Linked DNA regions of Mus musculus: region 2 is linked to region 1. Evidence: chromatin contacts called from public HiChIP or PLAC-seq data. All regions are on one chromosome and are shown on one strand. Each heading gives the region's core, a stretch centred on a gene start, on an enhancer-like site or on the middle of the called end of the contact. The rest is flanking DNA. Distances are from core to core; before and after follow the strand shown. Region 1 holds the start of Adap1 (ArfGAP with dual PH domains 1). Region 2 holds the start of Zfp113 (zinc finger protein 113).

Region 1 (5,727 bases), core at 833-3,332:
TACTAGGCTGGAGTGGCCATCCTGACTTTCAACAGCTCTGGGCTCAGTTCCCAGCCTCTGAGCCTCTGGTGGCAGCTGCTTGAAGACCTACTGTGTGTAAGTTCCTGCACTCACTGGGTGCTGCAGGAGGCACTCAGCCGTCTGAGGCACTTCCTACCCAGTGTGGCCATATGCTCTGAGGAGGCAGACGCCTGGCCTCTGGTTAGATGCCCAACCCAGGCCTGGGAAGTGCTAGGGTATTGGGGCTGGGGTCTACAGCCGAGACCTGGACAGCAGAGGAGAGGACTGGAAGGGCAGAGAAGAGGAAAGCTCAGATGGGTGAATCATCTTTGCTGGCAGCAACACAGGCCTGAGACGGCAGGGTGCAGGCTCAGGCCTTGCTGCCTTTGAGCTGTCCTTGATAGGCCTCGGTCTGGCCCCAGGAAGGAGCTTCCTCACTGACAATTTGTTCTCTTTAGGGAGATGGGGTCTGTGTCTCTTTGTCTCTCGGGTTTGCTGTCACTCTAGTTCTGTCATGCATACGTGTGCCTCAGTTTCCCTGACTATAAAATGGGGGTTGAATAAGAAAGCATAGGTGGCACTCCATGCTTGTTATTTGAGCACTCAAGAGACGGTGGCAGGATTGCTGCAAGTCTGAGACTGACTGGATTACTAGAGACCTGGGACACAACTACTACCATTAGTCTATTTTTGTCTTGATTCTGTATTTTTGTTGCTTGTTTGTTTGTTTGTTTTTAAAGACTGGGTCTCGTATAGTCCAGGTTGTTCTCCTCATACTAGATGTGTAGCTGAGGATGGCCTTGAACAGCGGATCCTCCTGCCTCGACCTCCTGGGCACTGAGAGTAGAGGCATCCGTCAGTACTCCTAGGTTCTGTGGTGCCGAGGACACAATACGCAGCTCGGTGAATGCTGGGTAAGCTCTCTATCCATTGAACCACTTCCCCAGCCCCCAGCAGTCTGCATTTTGCTTCATTCTCCAAGCTCCTGCTGTGTGCCAGGTCTGGAGCCAGGCTCCAGTAGGCTTCAGGAGAAAAACATTAGATCCGTTAAACAACAAGCCTACAGCGCCACCGGCCTCAAGACCTCCAAAATGTGCATTGGGGCAGGTTGCATGTTCTGTCTCCTGATCCCAAAACAAGTTCTGCAATGGCATGACAGCCAGGTCAGGAGGGACAGATGCCCCTGGCAAGACAACAGCCTCAGCAGAGGGCCACCAGGTGGAGTCGGCCAGGATTGCAAACGTTCATGACATCAAAGTAGACACTCAGAAAGACAATGTGCAGTAAAGCAGCATGACATACGTGGTGGGACAAAACGGACCCTTCCTCCCCAGGAAGCAAGAGAGAGCATAACGAAGAGGCTAGGGTCCCAACAACCTAACTTCCTCCCAGTAGCCCTGACCACACTATAGCATCACCGTGGGGACTGTGCCCTTAACCCAGGGGCCTTTGCGGGGCAGGGAACACTGTGGGGCCAAATCATAGAGCAACCAACACCCTGGCTGTGACATATTAGCAGGAGTAGACTCTCAGGAGGCTTTGGAGATGGCTTTCATTTCTCAGTTGGGTGTGGCCATTGGCTTCTAAATGGCTACTATTGCGTTTATAATGGAGAAAATGGAATTTGAAAAGAAATGCTAGGGCCAGTTAAAGAAGCAGACACCCGGCTCTGGGAGGGAGCGGGCCAGAGATCAGGAAGGGTGTGGCCAGTTCTTGTCCTATCTCTTGGAGATGAGACTATAGACTTGGACACGTGTGAGGGTGGAGCCCTTCGATCCTTTTAGTACTGGAATTTGTCATTCATAGGTAGGGCTAGCCTGAGCTGCCCGCGACCTCAGCTTCAACCCAACAGGCACGCTTGCGTGTTGGGTGGCCCATCCTTCCGCAGCGCGGGTTCCCTGCGACCCCGCCCCAGGTGGACCCGTTGAGGCCGGGCTCTCCAAGAGGCCGCTCCCTGTCCGCGCCGCTGGGGGCCGCCCGCGGGCCGCGCCGTCCCGGGCGCGCCGTGCGTTACTCCCCGGTCCCCGCGCGCGCAGCTCCGCTCAGGGCGGCCCCGCGCGGCGACACGATCGGGGCCGGCGCGCGGGCTGAGCGGTGGCGATGGCGCAAGGCGGGCGGCGGGCGCGCGGCGCGGGGCCCTAGCGGGGCGGGCGTGCTCGGGACGGCGCGGTGGCCGCGCAGCCATGGCCGGGGAGCGGCGCCGGGCGCTGCTGGAGCTACTGACGCGGCCGGGGAACACGCGCTGCGCTGACTGCGGAGCCCCGGGTAGGTGCGGGACGGGCGGAGGCGCGGGGTGCGGCCGGGTGGACAGGACTGCGTGGGGGGCGCGGGGGATGGGGACGCGCCACGCGCTGGGTCCTGGCTGGGTTGGGGCGCGGCCCGGGTGCACCTGCCGGCGTCAGGGACTGGCAGTGGTGAGGCGCAGCATCCGGAGGGCACCTCGCGGGCTCCGTGCGACCTGTGCCGCCGACTCCCCTCCCCCGCCGGGCTGCGTGTCACGCTGTCACCCGCAGCCGCCTCCCCTCCCCAGCCTTGCGAAACCTTGGCGTCTCGGGGTATTAAAAAAAAAGAGGAAATCAGCAGGGGCGGTTGGCTTGCAAGGAAAGCGGCCAGTGAGCCCAGGGTGTCTGCCAGGGAGTATGGGGTCCACCTGGTTCCCAGCTACCTGGAGATGACGTCATGGCATCCCTGCCTGGGGCCACCGTCTTGTACAGACTCAAGGCTGGGGGAGGATGCAGAGCCTTGGGTGGCCCTGTGAGGACATTCTGGCCATGTGCCTTTGGCTCTCTCTACCTAGCTTCTCTGGGATCAGGACAGTCGGGGACAGGTGGGAGTCATAGACGCATATGTCAGACATCTTCCAGACTTTGTCCCTTGGTTGCTCCAGGTTTGGAAGGATTTGTAGGGGCCAGAACACAGGGGCTCAGGATTGGCTATGGAAAAAGGGCCGGGTTCTCTGACCAGCTGGCAGGCTCTGAGAGCTGGCCCTCCCAGGCCGATCCTATCTGGGTATGCAGGTGGGGACAGGGCATTTCAGGGATATCAGGGGGCCCTAGCATGAACCCCTCAGAACATACCAGGAATCAATTCCTTGGGGACTTAACTCTATCTCCCTGAGATGCAGGCGGAAAGCCTGCAGTCTGTAAATAGGACCTCCTTCCCATCTCTCCCCCACATCCCCGCCTCTGGGCTGAAGAGTGCCAGCCTGAGGCTGAGAATCTGCTAGCCAATAGTAAGTGCATGCCACCCCAGGGGCCCTGGTGTCCCTGGGAGGAGACATTGACCAAGCTTCAGTGGGAAGTAGGCAAGATGAAGTAGCCCTTTCCTGGTCTCTTGGGGCACCGCAGGGCCCTGACGGTGGTGCAGCGGGGTGGTGCCTCCCTGGTGCTATGTGGTACTGCTGCCAGCTGGCCTGGCTCAGTGGACTCTCCCCACCTCCCTCTCTCAGACCTGCCTTTCAACTTGTTTAGGAAAGCTGGCTATGCTGGAGTCCCCTGTAAGGAGGGCTGATGGGTTGCCCAGCTTCCAAGCCTGACTTGTGGGGGGGGGGCAGCAAACCCCACGAGAGAAGCTGGCCTAACCTCGTATTCCTTGGCCACCCAGCCAGAACAGCTTTTACTTTCCCTAGACCTCCTGGCCTGAGCAGGAGGAAGAAGGGGCTTCCAGAAGGCTCAATAGGAACCACCCTACACCATTCACCTATGTAATGTCCTAGCAGCCCTTTAGCCAGTCCCAGGCCACTGGCTGCCGCAGCTACTGCCCTCTTGGGGCCCAGCCCTTGCTGGCTGTAAGCCAAGCTGCCCATTTTCAGACTTGCCTTATAATAACAGCTTGTTTCTCCCCCTCCCCCACCTGCGAGGCAGATTAAGTATGAGGCTTGTTTCCATTTTATGAGCAGGGAAACTGAGGCCTCAACAGCTTGAACTCACTTGGGTGTCCACAGGCTGCCTGGGTTTCCTGATGCCCACTCGGGGCCCACACGCACTGTCTATACAAACCTCCCATTTTTGCCTAGCTCCTGGGCTCAGCCACAACGCCTGCCTCGTGACTCCGATGGCAGGTCCGCACAGGCCCCCGGTGCTTAGTAGGTAATTGGGTCTTCCTGTGTTCTGTGATGCTGTTCTGGAGTCTCCTGTCTTGTGGTGGCCTTGTTGAGGTGGGGAGACATGTGTGTTCCATGTGGTCCTCTGGATTGGCTCATGGGTGTTCTTGACCACTCCAGGGGGATCAAGGGTACCTTGGGGAATAATGACATCTTCTTAGACAGCAGAACATCATGGCAAGCCCAGGTCACCTCTGACCATCAAGGCTCCAGGGCAGCCTTGAGCAGTCTCACCCGGCTGTGGGAAAGCACCCAGTGAGCCTCACCCCAGTCTGTATCTTGACGTTGGGGTCCATCCATCACCCACCACAGATATTTTCTCACCCCAGGTATAGTGGGCTATTGACAGGGAGGACCCTTTTCCTGAAGACTCCATTGGAGTCTTTGTCCTGTCAAGGGCTGTGTATAACTCACCCTCAGCTATTGTGGGGTGCTGACAGGGCTTAGCTCATTCTCTTTCAAGACTCCATTGGTATCCCTGTCCTGCCAAAGGCTGTAGGAGAGGGAGGGTGTGTTGTGCGTCTCCCAAGCTGTCCGTGAAGGTGGCAGGTTCTCTCTGCAAGCATCTGGCCATTGGATGGCCTGGACGACTTTAGAATCACTCGTTCTTGCTTAGATGCTGGTGAAACCTGCACTCTCAGGAGCCCTGACCTGCAGCTCTGGAGGGCTAAGGGAGAGGAAGGAAGTGCTTGCTTCTAATTAGGCCCAGAGCTGCCGCTTGACACTGCCCCTGGGCTGCCGATCCAAGCTTCTTGAGGTCCCAGACAAAGGGAATGAACCTAGGGCCAGCAAGAGGTGAACTCAGACGCGGGTTCCTCATTACATTTGGAGGCTTTGGGGGAGCTCAGAAATGGCTCCTGGTCCAGCCCTCAGTACAAAAGGTTTCCAGAATAAGGTTCAGGTTAGGAGAGGGTCCCTCTGTATGTGTTTTAGAGAGGGAGAATCCAGGACTGAGATGTGGGTCTGGTGGACTACCCTGTGTCTAAAGCAGTGGCCCAGAGGTTCTCCCCCCACCCCTTTACCTGTTGTGTTGCAGATAGAATTCAGGGCCCGAGATATACTAGGCAGGAGCTCTACCATTACATCATACCTTTAGCTCCTCACTGGGGGATTCTAGGCAGGTGCTCTACCACTGAGCCACACCCCCAGCCCCTCACTGGGGGATTCTAGGCAGGGGCTCTACCACTGAGCCACACCCCAGCCCCTCACTGGGGGATTCTAGGCAGGGGATCTATCACTAACTTATATTTGTTTTTTTGTTGTTTTGTTTTTGTTTTTGTTTTTGAGACAGGGTTTCTCTGTATAGCTTTGGCTGTCCTGGAACTCACTCTGTAGACCAGACTGGCCTTGAACTCAAAAATCCGCCTGCCTCTGCCTCCCAAGTACTGGGATTAAAGGCATGCTCCACCACCGCCCGGCTAACTAACTTATATTTGTAACTCTTTCTTTAAACTTTATATTTTGAGACTGTCCTGTCCCGGCAACAAATTTGCTTTATAGCCTAGCTGTAATGTTCCTGGCTTGTTTTCCCAAGTAGGTGAGATTATAGGTATGCACCACCAAGCCTACTTGGTGTTTGTGTGTGTGTGTGTGTGTGTGTGTGTGTGTGTGTGTAGTGTGGTGTA
Region 2 (5,546 bases), core at 81-2,580, 1.2 Mb after region 1:
TTCCAGAGGACCCAGATTCCATGCACTCATATGGCCACTCATTACCGTAACTCCAGTTCCAGAAGATGTGATGGCTTCATCTGACCTATATCTGAATCAGGTGTGTGTGTATGTGTGTGTGTATGCAGGAGAAAAACACTCATTAAAATACTAAATCTTCAAATAAATATTAAATCTATTAAAATAATTTTTTGTCTTGCTTTTTTTGAGACAGGGTTTCTCTATGTAGCCCTGGCTGTCTGGAACTCACTCTGTGACCAGCCTGGCCTCGAACTCAGAAATCTACCTGCCTCTGTCTCCCAAGTGCTGGGATTAAAGGCGTGCACCACCACTGCCTGGTTAAAATAAATCTTTTAAAAACTGAGTGCTGAGTGCTTTAAAAAAAAACCCATGGTGCTATTTTGGATATAATATCATTAGCACCAACATAAATTCCAAATTTTAAAAATATAACTATTATACTTATCAAGCAGTGGAGAAATCATGTTAAAAAGGTAATCCTTTTTTCTACTATAAGAAGTTTTGAAATAAAATATTTTCTTAATTAGTGAGAATGTTCAAAATAATTAAAGAAAAATTGATGAGTAAAAAAAAAAAAACAAAAAAACAAAAAAAAAAAAAAAACAAAAACGGGGGCTGGAGACATGGCTCAGTGGTTAAGAGCACTGACTGCTCTTCCGGAGGTCCTGTGTTCAAATCCCAGCAACCACATGGTGGCTCAAAACCATCTGTAACAAGACCTGACTCCCTCTTCTGGTATCTGAAGACAGCTACAGTGTACTTACATATAATAAATAAAATAAATCTTAAAAAAAAAAAAACCAGAAAAACAAAACAAAAACCAAAACCCATGGTGCACTTTTATTTATTTATTTTTTTGTTTGTTTGTTTTGTTTTGTATCATAGGCCAGGCTGGCCTCACAGAGATCTGCCTGACTGTGCTTCCCCAGCGCTGGGATTAAAGGCGTGCGCCATCACGACCAGCCAATGGTGCACATTTATATTAAAGGATTCTTCAAGTTTCATATATTTGCTATGGAGGTGATGGTGTACTCTCTCTCTTGCTATGGAGGTGATGGTGTACTCTCTCTCTCAGAGCCACTAGAACTTGTGCCCTGAATTTCCTGGACCTCCAACTTCTTCAGCTTACGCATCGTCCCTTCCCAACCTGGCCAGCAAGTGGCGCAGTCTGGTGCCCTTGTTTCCCAGCACCATCGAGAACAGCACCATCAGCGTACCATCGAGAGATGAAGACCTCCCATTTTCCTAGAGAGAGCAAGTGGGCATTTGTTGTCCTGGGTGGTGAGAAAGGACGACCCGGAAACGATATGGGGAGGGGCAGTTTCCGTTCTTTGTTCTGTTCTCCGTTGTGTGGGTCTGTAACAGGGTCCAACAGGACCTGTTTCGTGTCCGGCCCCCTAAGTCTTACGTCCCTGTCCCCAGGGTGAGTGGGGCCATCTCCCGGACTCGCGGTGAGGTGGAAGTTGTGGTCTCCGGGGAAGGGGGTTGGTGTTCACACGTCCGCGGCCCGCCGGGGTTCTGGGCCCACCTTCCTCCTGCAGTCGCTGTCCAGCTCCGCAACCCTAGCTGCAGGCGCGCAGCGTGATCCCGGGTGTCGCGTAATGGGACTCCGGGTCTGCTTTTGTGTCTCTTACCGTCCCCAGCCCCAGTGTTTAAAATTCCTAGCGTCGCTACGGAGGTCTCCCTCTCTTTAAAACAACTGATGACAGATTGCCACCCTAACTTGGTACTCTCAGCACACCGATTTCTGTGTGAGGGCAGGAGAAGGAAGTTTTTCCTTAATTGGATCGGAAAACCAGACAGTAGTTCTGGGTCGCAGTGAGAACTAGGGCTTGGGAGGAGGTGCGAACTCGGGTCCTCCGTAACCTCACCAAGATCTCATGTCCTATGGCTATGAATAGGGTTTTTTTGTTTTGTTTTTTGTTTTTTTTTTTAAGCTTACTGACTGATACCTTTTCGTGGACATGCTGGGGCCGGCTCCCTGCAGAAGTGGCCGAGTATGTCCAGTGCATTAGCTGGCTAAAACATTGAGAACCTAGTTGAACACAGAGAACCTTAGTCCATTTCAGCTCTCTTAGGGTGTACTGAAAAGACAGTATGTGATGGTCTTTGCTGGTAGTTCCTAGCACATTCCTTTACCCTCCGTACTTCTTAAGTACCTATATTAGACATAAACTGAACCCGATTTCCCCATTTTGACCCCTTAATCATACAGAACTGGTAGAACCTAAAACAGAAATTCTCAACCTTCCTCATGCTATGACCTTTTAATGCAGTTTCTCATGTGATGACCCCCAACCGTAAAGTTATTATTGTCACTACTTCATAACCGTATTTTTTTTGCTACTGATAAGAACAGTAATGTAAATATCTGTGTTTTCCAATAGTCTTAGGTAACCCCTGTGAAAGAGTCATTCAACTTTCAAAGGGGTCACGACCTACAAGTTTGAGAAACAATGACCTAATGTGAATTTCCAGGAATTAGCCAAATTGGCTTGCTCACATCTAATCCCAGCACAGAGGCAAATGAAGCAAGGCCAACTTGTCCTATACAGTGAATTCCAAGCTAGTCTGGGCTATAGCCTGATTCTTACCCAATAAAGAAAGACCAAACCAAACAAACAAAAACCTCAGAACTGCACAAAAGGTGCTAAGTTTCCAGTCATCGCTACCTTAATCCTATAGTGAGTTACTCCAAAGAAAGAGGAAAGGATCCAGGAGGCGAAGCCTCTCTTGACCTGTGCTTACAGCCAGGTGGTCTTTAATCCCAGCACTCGGGAGGCAGAGGCAGGCAGATTTCTGAGTTCGAGGCCATCCTGGTCTACAAAGTGAGTTCCAGGACGGCCAGGGCTATACAGAGAAACCCTGTCTCCAAAAAACCAAAAAAAACCCCAAATCAACAGGGCAAGAGAAAGGCCCTGCCCACACCTGGATGGTTTTACTCTGTAGTTTGTTGTTTTCGAGACAGCTCTCTCTCCCCGTAGCCCTGGCTGTCCTTGAACTCTCTATGCACACTAGGCAGGCTTTAAACTCTGATCTGTCTACTTCTCTGCCTAAGTGCTGGGATCGAAGGCGTGCATCATCATGCCCAGCTTTTAAGCTGTGTGTGTGCATGCCTGTTTCTCTGAGGTAGAGACTAAGTTGGCACCATCCTGTCTCAGCCTCGTAGGTGATAGAATTTCAGGCCTGTGCCACCTATGCCAAGTGGTTCACCTTTTTTGTTGTTGTTTCAAGACAATTTTTCTCTGTAGCCCTGGCTGTCCTGGAACCTCTGTAGACCAGGGTGGCCTCCAACTTACTGCCTGCCTCTGCCTCCCGAGTGCTGAGGTTAAAGGTGTGCAGCACTACCACCCAGCAAAATATTTTAACGGTATACTTTTTTAAAAATTTATTTATTTTTTAAAATTTTAAATGTATAGGTGAATTGCCTGCATGTATGTCTGTCCACCACTTGCATGCTGTGCCTGGTGCCTGAGAGGCCAGACGAGGATATCATGTGGTTGCTGGGAATGAAACTTTGTTCCTCTGGAAGTACAGCCAGTACTCTAAACCACTGAGCCATGTCTCCAGTCCTTTTGCATAACCTTTTTGTTGTTGTTGTTTGTTGTTTTTTCCAGATGTTGTAAGTTGCAATGTAGGTGCTAGGAATTGAACCTGGGTCTCCAGGAAGGGCACCAAGTATTCTTAACCACTGAGACACCCATCCCTTGAGTCCCAAGGCAAAGTTTCTTATAACATAGGTTGGCTTTGAACTGATCCTCCTGCCCACCTCCCTAGTACTGGGATTACAGGTGTAAGACATCATACTGGGCTCTGGGTCAGTCATTTCATTCTGTGGAGTGATAGCCACCTCATTGTTAACACATTTTACTCAAAATGTTGTGTGGGTGGTGAAAATTTGGAAGTCTGGATTTCTTGTATGGTTTCGTCTTATTACCGGGAGGAAGTGCCATTATTCACGGGGATCTAAAATAGTAGTCTCATGTGTTTCCTCTCGCTGATCCTGGGTATGGAAGTGCAGGGCCCTCTTTATGAAATCAGGAGGCATTTTTAAAACTCAGTTTTGATCTCTTGCTTCTGCAGTCCTTCAAAACCTGCTGCTTGCTGAGTCTACAGCTAGCCGACCAGTGACCAGAGCATTTCCCCCTCGCCCATGGAAACCCAGGCAGACCATGCATCTCAGGCACCTCTGCCCCTGTTAGAGAGCGGTAAGGCATGGGACTGGGCTCGGGGGCATTCTCATCTCTTCCCGTTGTTTACTTGTTTGTGTTTTGTTTTCCTTTGAGCCAGGGTCTCACTTTGTTGCCATGGCTGGCCAGAGACTCATTATGTACACTAGGATGATCTGAATGTCAAAGAGATCTGCCTGCTGTGTTTCCTGAGTGCTAGGATTAAAGGTGTGGGCCAGCACACTTGGTTTGCTTGTTTGAGTTTTGAGACAGAGGCTCACTATATAGCCCAGGCTGGCCTTGAATTTTCTAGGTCCTTGACTTGTGCCTGGAGTGTTAGGCTTAAACTGATGCGTTTTATTACATTTTCATACTTTTTTTTTTTTTAGCATTAAAAGGTTGTGGGGTTGGAGTGATGGCTTGCTGGGTAAAAGGTCTTGCCACAGAAGCTTGAGGGCATGAGCTTGCATCCCCAGAACCTACATTAAAGTCGGACATTTAGTAAGAATGTCATCCGAGCATTCCTGTGGGGAGATGGGAGCTACAGATAGGAGGATTCTCAGAAGTTCATAGGCCAGCTAGCATGGAATACATAGCAGGAAACCCACAAAGATCTCCTGTCTCAAATAAAGTAGAAGGCAAGGACTGACACCCGAGATTGTCCTCTGACCTCCACATGGCATGTATGCATCCACACTCACACAGAGAAAAAAATTCCCCAAACATTAGAGAGTTTTGTGGGAGATAGGACTTACTAGGTATGGGACCCAGGGCCATACATGAGCTAGGTGTTAAGCTCTTAGCTCTGAGCTACAGCCTCAGGGTTCAATTGTAATGTCTGTGGATCCTATGTTTCCTAGGAAAAAGCTCTTAAAGCCCCTTTCATTTTTCTTTTTTCTTTTTTTTTTTTTTTTTTTTCGTTTCTTCTTTTGAGACAGGGCTTCTCTGTGTAGCCCTGGCTGTCCTGGAACTCACTTTGTAGATCAGGCTGCCCTTGAACTCAGAAATCCGCCTGCCTCTGCCTCCCAAGTGCTGGGATTAAAGGCGCTCGCCACCACGGCCCGGCTCTTAGAGTCCTTTTCATCAGATCTGGTTATATGTAGTGGGTTAGACCCTAAGAGACAAACACCAAACTTATGGCTGATGAAGGAAGATGTGTGATCAAGTTCAGAGCTAGGAACTATTTCTGTTGTATAGATAAAAATTGGTCTGCAGATGAAAACAGAGGTGTGGGTGTTGTGTGTTCTGTCAGAGCCTGAGGGAAGCTGCTCACGTTTCTTTGCTTAAGAATCCCATAAAAGACTTTGCAGTGATGGAAGGGAAATGACAATATAACTGGTTCCTGGCCCAGGGTGA

The links. HiChIP or PLAC-seq counts read pairs in DNA pulled down with a chosen protein or histone mark.
Region 2: a contact with region 1 is called in a FOXA1 HiChIP or PLAC-seq map of pancreatic cancer cells. The contact joins the promoter of Zfp113 here to the promoter of Adap1 in region 1.

The regions. Positions count from the first base shown.
Region 1 is chr5:139,321,819-139,327,545 of GRCm38.p6, reverse strand. It overlaps Adap1 (ArfGAP with dual PH domains 1), which reads left to right and starts at 2,082. Exons shown (of 11, transcript NM_172723.4): 1 at 2,082-2,265. The coding sequence starts at 2,184.
Region 2 is chr5:138,151,528-138,157,073 of GRCm38.p6, reverse strand. Zfp113 (zinc finger protein 113) reads left to right here and starts at 1,330. Exons shown (of 5, transcript NM_019747.4): 1 at 1,330-1,444; 2 at 4,105-4,229. The coding sequence starts at 4,175.